Linked DNA regions of Pan troglodytes: region 2 is linked to region 1. Evidence: chromatin contacts called from public Hi-C data. All regions are on one chromosome and are shown on one strand. The core of a region is the stretch at or near the end of the contact, and the rest is flanking DNA. Distances in the headings are between cores, read along the strand shown. Region 1 has its middle 180 kb from the start of EN1. Region 2 holds the start of EN1 (engrailed homeobox 1).

Region 1 (7,051 bases), core at 1,255-3,754:
GCAGCAGCAACAGCAGCAGCAGCAGGGTCTTTAGAGCACTGGGGTTTTTTAAAGCTTCAGTTTTACCTTGCAGAAGATCAGAAACCAAAGCTCATAAAATTGAACTCAGATGAAGAACACTGCCGTCTTTGGAGTGCTACTAAACAATCTGCAAATTATTTAAATTAAACCAACCCGGCCCTCAACATCTGCACACAAAATGCTTAAATTCCAAGTGCAACTTTACAGGCATAAGAAAATAATAAGGGGAGTTCAATTTGTGTCAGCATGGCTCAGGAAAATAAGATATCATGTCTTGCTGTCTGCTTGATGTCAACTTCTCAGATGCGAGCCCTAATGCCTCATCCTAGACTGTCCGCACCAGAGCCTGCCAAACAGAGAAGTTCAGCCAAAGTTCACCAAGCTACTACCAAATAGCGTTTTCCCCTCCTTTTTCAATCATTAAAAACCTTCTGTTTTATATTGTGCACACGTGATTGTATCTACCTCTTAAAACATATATAACTCTATTAGCGTCTCCTATTCTCTGGGAATACTGTAAAATCTTTTCTGGGATGAGTTTCTTCTCTGGCTTACAGTTATTCAGTGTTTTAACTTTCACTGTATATACTAGATTCTATCTGGAATTCTTGGTTAGGATACCCAGATAAAATCTGTAATATTCAAAATGATTTGAAAATAATTCCCTTTTTTTTGGAAAACAAATACATAAAGTGAAAAAGAAATAAAGCAGACATTGATCAATTACTCTCTTGAGATGGACTCAGAAATGCATTACTAGCTCTGTTTCCCTCCTTCTGACCCAAATTAGTGGCTTAATCAGAGTATGCCAGAGAATCTGCCCTAAAACTAGCATCCACCCCTTGGAAATATCCCCAGCTCAGACCTTAGTTCTAATCTCCCCTTCAGCTGGGATACTGAGATGACTAACCGGGCAATTGCACAGGCCATTTTTCTCATTTTCCTTGTTTAGTCTTGATTTACTTTAAATGGCTCACGACTCTCATTCCTCCCAGTGAAATTGTGCACCCACACTTTTAATCATGCAAAACCAACATTTTAATGCTGCTGGATGATATATCAATTTAGGGTCCTGGGATTGTCAAAGAGCTAGAATTTCACTAATCAGCAGAAATACAGGTTTAGTAGGTGTGTGAAGACAAAAATAAGTGCAGTGGAGTCTTTGATCTGCTGCATGGTCTTCACAAATACCTTTCCTATAGTGTAACGTGTCACGTTTAATCTATGTTCCACTTTTAGCATCTTTTTTCCAGCCATAGCTTGGTCCCTTTCAAAGACCCAAACACCAGTGCTCAAAGCAGCCTTGTGGAAGGGGAATTGTCTTGGTTCCATTTGGTGGTAGCTGTCATGGTGGGTGTGGAAAATCCCCACCCATCAGGAAAAAGAGCCTCAGTATCCTAAACTTGTAAACTCATTACTAGGCCACTGCCTTCTTACAGCCATAACTCTCTCAAAAGCAGTTAAAATATGCCAAAATTCTCATTTTGGGTAAGTTACACCTGATTATAATTATTGTTATAAAAAAGCTTTACATTTAGTGATGATTCAGATAACCTTCAAACTCATGCTAAATGTTTGGCCACCAATAGCTGAGTATGGCTTAATGAAGCAATGTGATAAGCTATTACAAATAAACCTGGTCTGAATACAAACATTAAAATAAAACAAATCCTAAAATATAGAAATATTCTTGCCACAAAATGATCACTATTATCTTGATTTCTTTTCATCTTTTATATCATAAAATAACTCAGCTTATAGAATGTCTTTAAAGAAAGTTGTCTGTTGATTCATATTTCAGTTAATCTGGTATCAATTACTGAAATAGATTTGCAAATTCAATGTCTGTGAAGATGAAATGCTTTAATACCTTAGATAGTAGCTGGTTTCTGGATGCAGCCTAAAATGGCATAGTCAGAAAAGTTTAAAGTATTTTTGCTACATTCAAAGACGAGCAAGATTAAAAATTCCCAAATGTGTATTCTGGAATCCTTCCAAAACATTCCATCTTTATTCATTATTGGATATTGTCTTGATTAAAATTCCTGTTGGTTTGTTCTATGGTTAAGTAGTAATCTTGTATCTTAGCATTTGGAATGTATTGGTATCATGTGACGTGCACAGAGCCCATATGAATATAGAGAGATCTCTTTCACAAGTCAACAAGGAGAACTTAGAGCGTTCGGATTTCAGCAAAGCTGTTTGGGGGGAGAAGGGGGTTATTTGTTCAGCACATTCTTTCCAACAAGTGAGTCAGAAAGAGCTGTTCAAAAGCAAAATGATTTTTCCTATAACACCAGTGGTCCTGAATCAAGACAGATTTCTCTGGAGGAAATAAGAATTTTTTCTCTTTTTTTCCCCTTTCTTTATCTCTTTTTGTTCTATTTCTAGCATTTGGTGCCCTTTATTGCTAACTTCACCCAGTAACATGTGAAAAATGTACTCGACAATGCAAAGCAGATGACGCGGTAACCATCTTCTGAGTCACCGTCCTTTTCTCTGCATTCCTGCAGAGCCCTTTCAAACCTAGAGAATGATTTGGTTAGGAGCCACTGAGAAGGGAAATTAAAATAAAAAAATGGGCCTGATCATGGTGCCACACAGATGCTTTCGTGGCTTGTTCCCTGCTGCAACCTGCTTGATGCTGGGCATCCCCAGGGACTCCAGGCCAGGTCTTAGAATATGGACAGACCTAGGGGGCATGGGAGGCCACACAACTTTGGCAGACTTGGCTGGCTTTTTGTTTTGTTTTAGCTCATAAAGGCCACTTGGAAGTAAGCCCTGTGGCAGAGAGGGAAGGGAGAGGATGCTGGCATAAGTCAGGGCCCTTGAGGTGATGTAATTTGTCACCACCTCTCATTTGCTGGACATGCATCTGTCATTTAGGAAAAGTCAGGAGAGCTGACTCAGAACCACACTTAGGATAAACCCAACTTTGGGGCAAGCTGTGACACCAAGTCACCTCCAAGTCCCCCCCATTGTTTGTGGGGGTACTGTATGGGACTGGATAAGAACTTGACCCCAGTGACCAAGTCCCCTGGAGCAGAGTCAGATTGCTATAGTGGCCGCAAAGGAGTCCACGGCAGGCGCTTGCTACCTTTCTGTGCATCAGGGAGCATGCCTCCTAGGGATCTGATCTTTGCCTTGGAGAAAGTGAGTGGACCAGAGAGCGTCTGGTAAGGCCAAGTCACAGGATGAGTCTTCTGGCTTTTACCAATGAAGTTGCTTACCCTCCACATGTGGAAATACTGACCAAAGCCAAGAAGTTGTCCAGTTTGTTGAATGGAAGCTCTCTGATGACCAAAGCTTTGTTTGTTTTGTTCACCACCATATGACCAGTACTCGGAACAGTGGCTGCACATAAATATTTGTGAATGAATGGATAGTATCACATGAAGATTCTGAATAAAAAATCCATTAATGCAATAGTCGAGTGGTTTTTGAGCACAATGATCCTAGAAAAACAATAATTATTTTAACAAATGAAATTTTAAAAAGACTTGAGCAAGGGAAGGGAGAAAACTAACAATTGTTGATCCCTTACCGTGCAACAAGAAATTTCTTGTGTGCTGGATGAATAGGTATTGTCCCATTTTTAGGGTTAGAAAACTGACCCTTGGAGAAGTTAAATCATTTGCCTAAGGTCATATGGCTAATGAGTGGCAGAACTGTGGTTCAGACTTAGGAATCCCATGTTGGAGTGATTTTAAAGATTTAATTATTGTGGTACTTTATTATTACAGATCACTGCAGTGGCATTTTGAGGTTTTAGACATGTGACGCTAGAAAAAAATTGATTAATTAATCTTCATGGGAAGTTTTTAGAGTTTTGAGATTCCAACCAGATTAAGTAGGTGAAAGTGCTTTTTTAGACTGCTTAGGTAGACACTAAAAAATTTGTGCTGAATCCAAATCCCATATAAATGTATTAGCTTTTTCTAGCCAAGAGCTTACAGAAGCAAGAAATCAATCAACATGGCTTCAACCCCAGAGGGTGAAGTGGGAGAGTAAGATAGATGTTTGATCACAGAGAGCTCAGACTTTAGTAGCAACCCCATTGTTAAGCAACTGTGTGATCTTGGGTAAGTCACTTTACCTCTTATGATTTCAGGTTTATGGGTGGTTAAATAAGGGACTAACTCTTGCTTTGCTTACTGCTCAGATATTATTGGAATCAAGAGAAATAGTTGAATTAAAATTCTTCGCAAAATTTATAGACTCCAATTGATAAAACTTTTATGTTTGTGATGAAATTGTCCTATATTCTGTAATGATGAGAGTTGAGTCTTTCACCATCTACCTACCTAATTTTATTACTATAATTTGCATCTTAAATAACATAATTTTCTCACTTATAATTTCACTCACCTTTTCATTAAGTTAAAACTTAATGAAACCTTGACATCTGTGAATGTTTTCCTGATTTTTAAAAAGTTTTAGATCAATAAAGATTTACCGTTTTCCTCTAAGACAAGTTTTAGTATCTGCATTTACCTCAGAGGGCACAGAGAGTTGTGTCATTTCCCTCTGTACATACATTTTTAGGGTTGGCTCAAAATATGAAATATAATTATGGTGCTCTCTTGTCTGATACTAGACAAGTCTGAGGAGGCCTGGAGTACATTCCTTGGGCTCGTGAGTAATTATAGTGTTGATGATAATCAGCTACTTTATAAGATCTCAAGCTGCTGCGATTCTGGTTTTTCTGTAATGCATACATGCCCCATGAATTTAATTATCACTGTTTTGGTGCCTGACAAATATGCTTCACTTATAAACCTTTTATTTATGTTCAGATAGAAGTGGAGTATGCATGTTATAACCGCTACATCCCAGACATTCAAGAAAATAGTTCTCCAGATTCAGAATGGCTTTTCAGTTTAACGACCCATGTATTTGATATTATTTTCTTGGTTGGAAAATTATTTCTCAAGTTCTGTTTTCTCCACCCCCTGTCTTCTCCCTTCCTGCCTCTCTCTAAATTTTATAATGCTGTGTTTCCTTTTAAAAGATTAGGTAAGAGGGAACACGTGTGTGAAAGTTGTGGCCCACTCCCATGTGCTGGGGGCTGGTGAGATGAAGGCCAAAGGCCAAATGCCTTCAGCACCTGACAAGTGTGTGGATCTCATTATGGCCATTAAGTCTGGTGGGCTTAATAAAAAAAAAAAAATCAGTGGATTTGCAGGAGGCATGGTCAACATTTGGTGAAAAAGCAGTTCTTCAATATAATTACTAAGGCCTTCAAAATTATTTTGGTCTCACAGTTGAAAATTTCCTATCTATCCCACATATTTAGTGATTCATAGAGTTTGAAGAAGCATTTGAGGTTATCTTGTCTAATCTCTTCATTTTATAAATGAGTAGCATGAGCTCAGGAAGGAGAAAGAGAGTTCCCCAAGGCCTTATCATCAACCACATTGTGTGACTCTATTCCAGTCTCCCTATTTCACACCTGCTGTCCTAGCCTCAACCTGCATATCTACATATCCAGTGAGGACCTTTGAACACTTGTTCTGTACTTGGCGGTAAGCTGCTTGGTCTTTAAGGCATAGTGTTGGTCTTCAAGGAATTTGTTAGCAAACTGGGGCGTCACACAGACACAAGATCCTCATTATAGTAAATAGCAGCTTATAGTTCAGAGGTGATGTGAGTGGAGCAGTGGACCAGTTCCTCAGGACATCAGAGTATGCAGAAGCTGGGGAAGTCTGGTTCACTCAGAGGATATGAATGGAAGAGGTAGAACTTAAAGCAGGTTTTGAAGGTGCAGAGGTTTGAAATTCCAGGAAGGGAGTAGGACTTGAGAAAGGCTCAGAAGCCTTAAGGAACAGTATGTGAGGAGGGTTTAGGGTGAAGAAAGAGCAGCATCACAGTCCATGTATGGAAAAGTGTGGGGATGGAGTGGCCTATAGGGAAGGGGCACAATGCAGATGGCTTTTAATGCCAGCCTAAGGTGTCTACCTCCTCATGCAGGGGATGGAGCTCCACTGAAGATTTAAAATAGGAGAGTGAGGAGATAAAACAAAGATAACTTGGTTGGAAGAAGGATTGGAGGGAGTTATGATGAGAAACAGAGCACCAGTTGGGATATTTTGAAGAAAAGTCTCAGGATGAGATGATGATGTGGATTGCAGTGCAGCAGGTATCCAGGGAGCCCCTCAACTCTGCAGGGGCTGCCTGGAAGGGAGTGAGGTCTACAATGCCAACTCCTGGAATGACTAATATTTTTGCCTTCAAAGATCTTGAGAGATTTACCCTGGTTGTCCATGTGGCTTCTCCACATGGAGAAGCCTTGCCTTGAGGCAAGGAAAAAGAGGTGGTGGCCCCCCGCCAACCAGGATGCATCACGTTTACACCAAAGTGCCCATTGGCTGGGTAGAGTCTGACTGAACCTCTTCCTAACTTCAAGGCTTTGGCCAAGCTGCTAACATATTCTGAACCTCAGTATTTGCGTCTGCACTTTACAGGTATAATAATGCTTGCTCTAGCTACCTTGTTGTGAGGATCCAATGAGAAAGTAGATGTGAACCATAAATAAACTATCATCATTATCATGTCACAGAGCTCTTGCTGCTGGGGTGGTGGAATATCTGATGCAGGGAATAACTACATAAGAGTAAGGACAGATTTCCTTCTAAGAAAGATACCTTAGAATACCAGGAAGGGAGCAGGGCTTAAGGGTTGCCCCGTAGGGTAGTGGAACAGTGCAGATGTCTTGTGCCTTGCCACTGGGAGCATTCTTTGACATTGTATTTTCACTTTTTTTTTGTTTTGTTTTCCCTTTAAAGAAGACATGGAAATGAAAGTTTGAGGATTCTGTTCAAACTGATTACTGGGAGCCACCCTAAACCAGAACTGATCAGACTGCTGCTGGAGACTTTACAGCTTGGGTGGCCTCATTCAAAGCTGAAAAATCAGCAAAAGGGCAGAAGATGGGGTGAGATGCTTATCCCTGAATAAAAGGATGATGGTTTTAAAACTAGGTTTTTAATATATTTTCTAAATTTGATGACAACTCTGGCTTAAGCCATAG
Region 2 (7,051 bases), core at 2,365-4,864, 180 kb before region 1:
ACACAAATATACACTCTGTTCCCCACAGCCACGGGCCACTCTTCAAGACCGCTGAGCGTTTTTCCCAAAATTAGGAAAGAAAGAAAGAAAGGTAAAATTTCTCAGCCTTCACTCTGATAAACACATGCCAGTCTTCCGACTATATGATCCCCAGACTCCCCTAGCTAGCAGCTCCCCAAACAAGTATGCATCATTCTCCTCTGTTTGGCCAGGTGCCTTTTGCTCACTGGGAGCCCCTGCCTATCCTCAGAAAATGCAGGACGTCCAAGAACTGGAGAAGGGAAGGACGGTTGGGGTCTCTCTCTGTCCTATTTACCCAACTCCCCATCACTGAAGGCCTCGTTGGGACCTCCTTCCTTCAAGTGAAAAAATGTAGCACCCCTCCCCCAACTTTGGCATTTGAGACAAAACAGAATCTTTATCTTTCTTGTCGTTCTCCACTTTTATCTGGGCTATCCCCAAGAAAAGGGTACTTGGGGACAATCAACTTATTGCAGAGACGCAGCCCAGTCCATGGCCTTCTGTGGGCCTCTAGCTCAGGTGACTGCATAGCTCAGAACTACAAGGCCATAGAAATACGCACTGGGTACCCCCACACTTCCCTACCTTCGGCCCAAGAGCAGATGGCATTTGGAGAAAGGGGCTCTATTCCATTTGAGTCAGGCTTCCCCACCTGCTACCTGCAGGCCCACCTCTCTGCCACCCCGGCCTGGGCATCTATCAAGTTGAAAGTAATTCCTTAGCTCCCAAAGGCAGAAACGAGTACCCCCAAAAGGACCGCCACACAAATATACCCACTCGTGCATATACAATCCTTTACACACACCCTAACCCTTTACCCACATACTTGTACACACAACTCACCCTGCCCGTAGTTCCTCACTCACACGCCCAATCCTGGGCTCACTCAGAGTCCTGTGAAACCCTCACCCATCCCTCTCGGCCAACATTTGTTCACTCAGCCCTCACACACTTCACTCGCATGCTTGACAAGACGCCAATGCGCTCACACGGAGTTCCCAATAGCATGTTCATTTGCAGGAGGGAGAAGAGGGCGTAGGGTCTGGGTGGAGGTCGTGGAGCGCAGAGCGGCGCGGGGTAGCGAGCGTCCGGCCCAGGCCGGGCCTCGGGGAGGTGGGGGGACGAGCCAGCGCGCAGAGTGCCGCCTAATCCAGCTCGAGCTCGTGGGCCGCGGGTGCATTTATCATCCCATTACTGTAACAAATCCGGGCTCCACTACATGAAAGGTAAAATGAATTACCGACGTTAAGCCGTCAATAAAGTCATTTCTGTAAATGGTGTCTCCAAAGGGCCGCCGCATTATTCAGCTGGCTTTATCAGCTGGCTGGAAATTACGTGGAGGAGCCGGGCCGCGCGGCGCGCGGGGCCGCTCACTTTGATTAAGCGTCTTGCCAGCGCGATGTGACAGAGCTTTTGACCAGGGTTTTATTCACAGGCCTGTGATGAACGCCAAGCTGATCAGGCGGAATGAAGAGTAATTAAAACCTATAAATTATCTTCCGCAGCCCTTCTCGAGGCGTCTCCTGCAGGCGAGATAAGGCGTCGAGACCCTATTTACCGCGCTGAAAGGGACTGCGGCGCACAAAAGCTACGCAGCTAAATAGGATATTGATAGTGTCCTAATTAGAATTTAATTAAGTACCCACGCTTGCTTGCGGGATAAAGATTTCAATTTTGCGAACTTAAATATAAATAAAATCCCACCCCCATTTCGGGGAGAAGGGGTGGGGGCGCCTGGAGATTTCGGGGAGCCCTTGGGTGTGCGACTGAAGAGGACTCGGGAGACTCCAAGGTGGGGTTGGAGGCGGCTTGGGAAGGTAGAGAAGACTGCAGTGCAGCGTTAGGGAGAGAGGTTTTCTCCCCTAGGCTGCAGCGCAAGTCTAGCCGGGAACTCAGCCCCGGAAATCGGGGGACCCTCGCCTGCTCCCAAGATGCGGTGAGCAATACAAATTCCTGCTCTCCACCAGCCCTTTTGAGAAACTTCAGCTACTGTGGTGGTGGTTCGGCTTGTTGTGGGTTTAGTTGAATGTTCCTCCTAGCCTAACCCCCTGTGACTTTTCTGGAAAACTGGAGGTAGGGGGATTCTTTCGCATGTCACAAATAGACAATATTTCCAAAGAGAACCTTTCTCTACTGTCCCAGTTGCGGAGGGCGTTCTGGGCGAGGAGGTCCGCTGGAGCTCTAAGATGACACCTCCGAAGGCCTCGTTTGCTGACGCCTTTCTCGGCCACCGCAGGCTTCAGCATAGTCGGATACTGGTCCTCCAAAACGAATCCGGAGACAAGTCCCGCAGGTGCCTAGAGCTTCAGTCCACACGCCACCCCCGTCCCTCACATTCCCGGTTATGAGAAAATTTTGGGGGTGCCTCGACCAGGAAATAGCGAAAAAGAGATCCGCAGACGGGAGAATTATAGCAGCTGGAGGAACGGCATTCCCCTCAAACTAGGGAAGAACGCACAGAGCTGGAGCCGGAGGCACCCAGGGAGTTGGGAGCAATCCCAGGAAATTCAGTCACCCGGCAATTGAGGGAAACTCCCTGTTCACAACTTCAGCTGGCCAGGGCAAATACTTGGGGTGCAGCGCTTTTATTTATTTGATTTTACTTTGCAGGGAAATCTAACACAGAGGTTACCCTGAACTCTAAAAGCTAGGGCCTAGCGCGCATCCGCGTTCTGACTCGCCGGCCCCGGGGCCCTCCTGAGATTAATCTGTGTTGCCCGGACTCCCCTGCCAGGGAAGGTCCAGGCGACTGGCTCTGGGGCTATTCCTAGCCCTCTGGGCTTGGCTCTATGGCGCCAGGGCAGCTCCAGGGTGTTGTCGAAAGTCTGGACCGGGAAGGGCATGGGTGCGGATTCCCCACAAAGGGAAAGCAATGCAGCGGGCCGGCAGGAGACGTACAAACGTAAACGTGCGACGCTAGCTAGGCGCAGCGGGCCTTTCAGATTTTGCTATTTGTGAAAAACAAATTGCGCCTCTGAAAGTAACTAACTCTAGGTCTATTTCACATCACCGACCTCCCTGTCTCACTCCCCCTCCCTCCACTACACACACCCAAACCCACACCCACCCACAAACACACAAACGGGCAGTGACAACAACCACCCATCCTTCAATAACAGCAACCAGAGACAGAGGAGAAAATAAAAAGCTGAGTTTCTTAGGCGAGGGGGTGCAAAACAGCCAGGCTCCTGCCTACTGCCCCTGCTCCCGGAGCTCACAGACCCATAATCCTGCATTTCTCTAACAAGTTGTTTATGGAGTTGCTTCTCCATTTGCCTACATCCCAAAATTCACCCCTCCTGGGTTTCTTCTGCCCCCTCCTCGATCCCGTCCTGAAGGAGGGGGAGGGAAGCGGGTGCGGGCGCGGGCGCGGGTGGGGGAGGGCGGACCCGACGCACAGGGCCAGCGCCGCGGCGCCCCCTCTCAGCCAGCGGCTGACGCCCCCGGATTATTTATCCGCAAAGTCCCGCGCGCGCCCATTGGGCCGAGGCCCGAGTGTCAGCGCGAGTCCCGGCTCGCCATTGGCTCCGCACACGTGCGGCCCTGACTCACGTGCTTCCGGTTTGAAGGCAAAAAGTGTGCCTGGGTGATTTTTTTTTTAAGCGAGAGAGTTTGTGCAAAGATCCGAGCTGTCAGAGATTTGAAAAAAAAAAAAAACCCAGCCCGGCGCTGGCGGAGACGCTCTCTCCCTGCAAAAAAAGCAAAGGCGATTAAAGGCGCTGCCAGCCTCACGCTCTGGGCACAGCTGAGCGTGACACTCGGGGAAGTCAAACCCCTCACTACTGCCTAGGAAGATGGCTAGACTTTAAATACTATTTTTTTCCCTTTAAGAAAAAAATTATTGGAGCTTTTTTCTTTTTTTCTTCCTTTCTTTTTCCTTTTTTCTTTTTTTCCTTCATTTTTTTGGCCGTGGCTTACTCCCCATTTAAATCAAATCATTGAATCTGGTTGCAGAAAGAAAAAAGAAATAGCCAAGTGTCTCCATATCTGGATGTCTACAAATTAGAGAGGGAGAGACAGCGAGATCTATCTGCTAGATAAGAACGAGCAATCCAGGCCAGACGCCTGAGCTTTTTTCCTGCACCCGCCCCGTGCCTTCGCTGGGGCTTCGCCTGCCTCCTTCCTCCGCGCACCCCCACGGGCCGCTGGCAAAGTGGGGTGGGGAGCGAGGCGGTGGGGGCGGGGGCCGGCGCGGCGGCCGGGGCGGCGGGGCGGCCGAGCATGGAAGAACAGCAGCCGGAACCTAAAAGTCAGCGCGACTCGGCCCTCGGCGCGGCGGCGGCGGCGACTCCGGGCGGCCTCAGCCTGAGCCTCAGTCCGGGCGCCAGCGGCAGCAGCGGCAGCGGCAGCGATGGAGACAGCGTGCCGGTGTCCCCGCAGCCTGCGCCCCCCTCGCCGCCCGCGGCGCCTTGCCTGCCGCCCCTGGCCCACCACCCGCACCTCCCCCCACACCCCCCGCCCCCGCCGCCTCAGCATCTCGCGGCGCCTGCTCACCAGCCGCAGCCAGCGGCCCAGCTGCACCGCACCACCAACTTTTTCATCGACAACATCCTGAGGCCGGACTTCGGCTGCAAAAAGGAGCAGCCGCCACCGCAGCTTCTGGTGGCTGCGGCGGCCAGAGGAGGCGCAGGAGGAGGAGGCCGGGTCGAGCGTGACAGAGGCCAGACTGCCGCAGGTAGAGACCCTGTCCACCCGTTGGGCACCCGGGCGCCAGGCGCTGCCTCGCTCCTGTGCGCCCCAGACGCGAACTGTGGCCCACCCGACGGCTCCCAGCCAGCCGCCGCCGGCGCGGGCGCGTCTAAAGCTGGGAACCCGGCTGCGGCGGCGGCGGCGGCGGCGGCAGCGGCCGCGGCGGCAGTGGCAGCGGCGGCGGCGGCCGCAGCAGCCAAGCCCTCGGACAGCGGTGGCGGCGGCAGTGGAGGCGGCGCGGGGAGCCCCGGAGCGCAGGGCACCAAATACCCGGAGCACGGCAACCCGGCTATCCTACTGATGGGCTCAGCCAACGGCGGGCCCGTGGTCAAAACTGACTCGCAGCAGCCTCTCGTATGGCCCGCCTGGGTGTACTGCACACGTTATTCGGATCGTCCATCCTCCGGTGAGTACCCAACTCCGGGCTGCGCCATGCCTTCTGGCCCCGCGGACCGCCCCAGAACGCCAAGCTGCGGCGCTAGGGAGAGCAAACCCGGCCTCGGGTACTCCAGTCTCTCACGCCTGCTTCCTCACCCCAGTTCCAGTCACAACCGAATGTTCATCCAGCTATGCGATCCTGGCCTCTGCGGCCACCACCCGAGAAGCTACAGCTCGTGGCACAGGAGGCTCGGGTCTCGATTCTTTGATTTTGAACTCTGAATCCCTGGGGCCTTCTTTGTCTCTTATCTTTATTATTCTTAGGAAAAGTACATAGTCAGTGATTTTCTTTCCAGGGTGTTTAGATATGGCAGGAAGGTGGGCCTAGTGATGTGTGTCTGAAATCCCACCAGCCTGATCGTCCGAAGGCCAGATTTGACCAGAGAAGGCCTTGTTCAGAAAAATTATATTCACTGTGTGTCCTTACAAACACAAACACCATCTCGATATTTTCTGCGGAGAGACCGTTTACATTGATAAACATGGGAAACACAGGATGACAGGGAGGAAAGCGTCTGAAAGCCGTCCCTCTCCCCCGGCTGGGTAGCGAAAAGAGTCTGACCCGGGTGGGTAGAAACCAGGGAAAGGCAGTTGCCAAAAAGGTGGGTGCTGGCTGCCCCTGGTTTTCTGGAGCTGAAAAACAGTGGGAGAGGAGAGAAAACAGGTCAGGCTCAGGCCAGGAAGCGTGGCCAAGGGCATGAGAGCCAGTTTCCTCCGTAGCTTCTCCGCGGAACGGCTCCCACATCCTCCCCGCGCGGCGCTTTCCTTTTTTCACCCGCACATCCAGCAGATTTCTGGCATCCGTAGGCCTGTTTTTCTCGGCTTTCCTTCCATCACTTTTCCGTGTGCCCCTCGCGCTTGGCGAACCCGAGGAGGAGACCTGAGCTGGGCTCCGGGAGAGAAGGCCAAGGCCTGCCCGACGCCCCGGCCCGCAGTGTCTGGGAGAGCGGCAGAAGCTTTGGCCCAAGATCAGCACTCCAGGCACCCGGTCCTGCAGGGGGCCGGGAACAACGTAGCCACGCGCCTCTTTCCTCTGGCTGGTCTCTCGCCGCCCCACAGCTGCCGGCCGGGCGCGGATCGATGCGCACTATCAGCTCCCGCCATCTCGAGCCCCGTTATTGACACGTCGGGCTCCCTGAACCTCCGAAAAGCTGCTTTGATTGACTCGCCTGATGGATAGAGTGATTGAGCTGTCAGGCTGCACGGCTCGGGCTGGCCGGGAGACTACGATTTTATTACAAGAGTCCGTGCCTCTGCACACACATACAACAACACTTCAACATGTCCCGGATGCAGAACGCGCAGTGGGGCCTTTTTGGGGCTGTGTGCATTTCCTGGGCTATTTCTCCCCGCTCAGCTAATTACGAATCAAAACCCCAGTTCTGCTCTGGAGAGGGCCTTGGCTTTGTTCTTGGCCACTTTCCTTCTTATGGGCCTAGGTAGGTAGGGGACCAGCTCCTTCTCCTGCTTGGGCAGTTGGGGGAGGAGGGGATGAGCCTCGACCCAGATCTGAGTCGCTGCAGTATGCTAGGCCTGGACTCTTTGTCATAGGACAGCTGGTTACCCCAGCCTCCTGCCTGCCCCAGGAGTAGGCTGCCCAGCCTTCCTCTCTGTAGCTAGGTTTGGAGATGCCGGCAAAGATCCTTCTTTCCTGACAGTTTTAGAGATGAACAGGCCTGACGGGGACTTAACTTGGTTCAGCAAGCTACCATATCCAAGGCAGGACCCAGCAAGTAAATGCCAGAAGACTTGGGTATGGAAGCAGGTGGGCAGAGGTGCAGGCTTTTGAGGCACACACCAACAGTTCAATCCTCTCCTGGTTTTCCCGCTTTCCCTCCTTCCTTTCTCAGTGGGCCCTCCTCCCAGACTAGTATTTGAGGGGAACTTCACCTTCCTAAGGAGG

The links. Hi-C and Micro-C count contacts between places; a contact is called where the count stands out from the background.
Region 2: a contact with region 1 is called in a Hi-C map of stem cell-derived neural progenitor cells, with 2.3 times the contacts expected there. The contact joins the promoter of EN1 here to the enhancer-like site in region 1. A contact is called at or near these places in 2 of 7 Hi-C or Micro-C datasets (induced pluripotent stem cells and stem cell-derived neural progenitor cells) and 1 of 1 other capture datasets (stem cell-derived neural stem cells).

The regions. Positions count from the first base shown.
Region 1 is chr13:19,362,919-19,369,969 of NHGRI_mPanTro3-v2.0_pri, reverse strand. No RefSeq gene overlaps it. Among named protein-coding and RNA genes, the nearest start is that of EN1, 180 kb to the left of the region's middle. Within about 2 kb of position 2,504, at least 4 of the 24 cell types and tissues checked have an H3K27ac peak or open chromatin away from gene starts, as enhancers often do. A contact at or near this core is called in stem cell-derived neural progenitor cells and stem cell-derived neural stem cells, where this site is marked.
Region 2 is chr13:19,543,723-19,550,773 of NHGRI_mPanTro3-v2.0_pri, reverse strand. It overlaps EN1 (engrailed homeobox 1), which reads left to right and starts at 3,614. Exons shown (of 2, transcript XM_016949579.3): 1 at 3,614-5,116. The coding sequence starts at 4,243.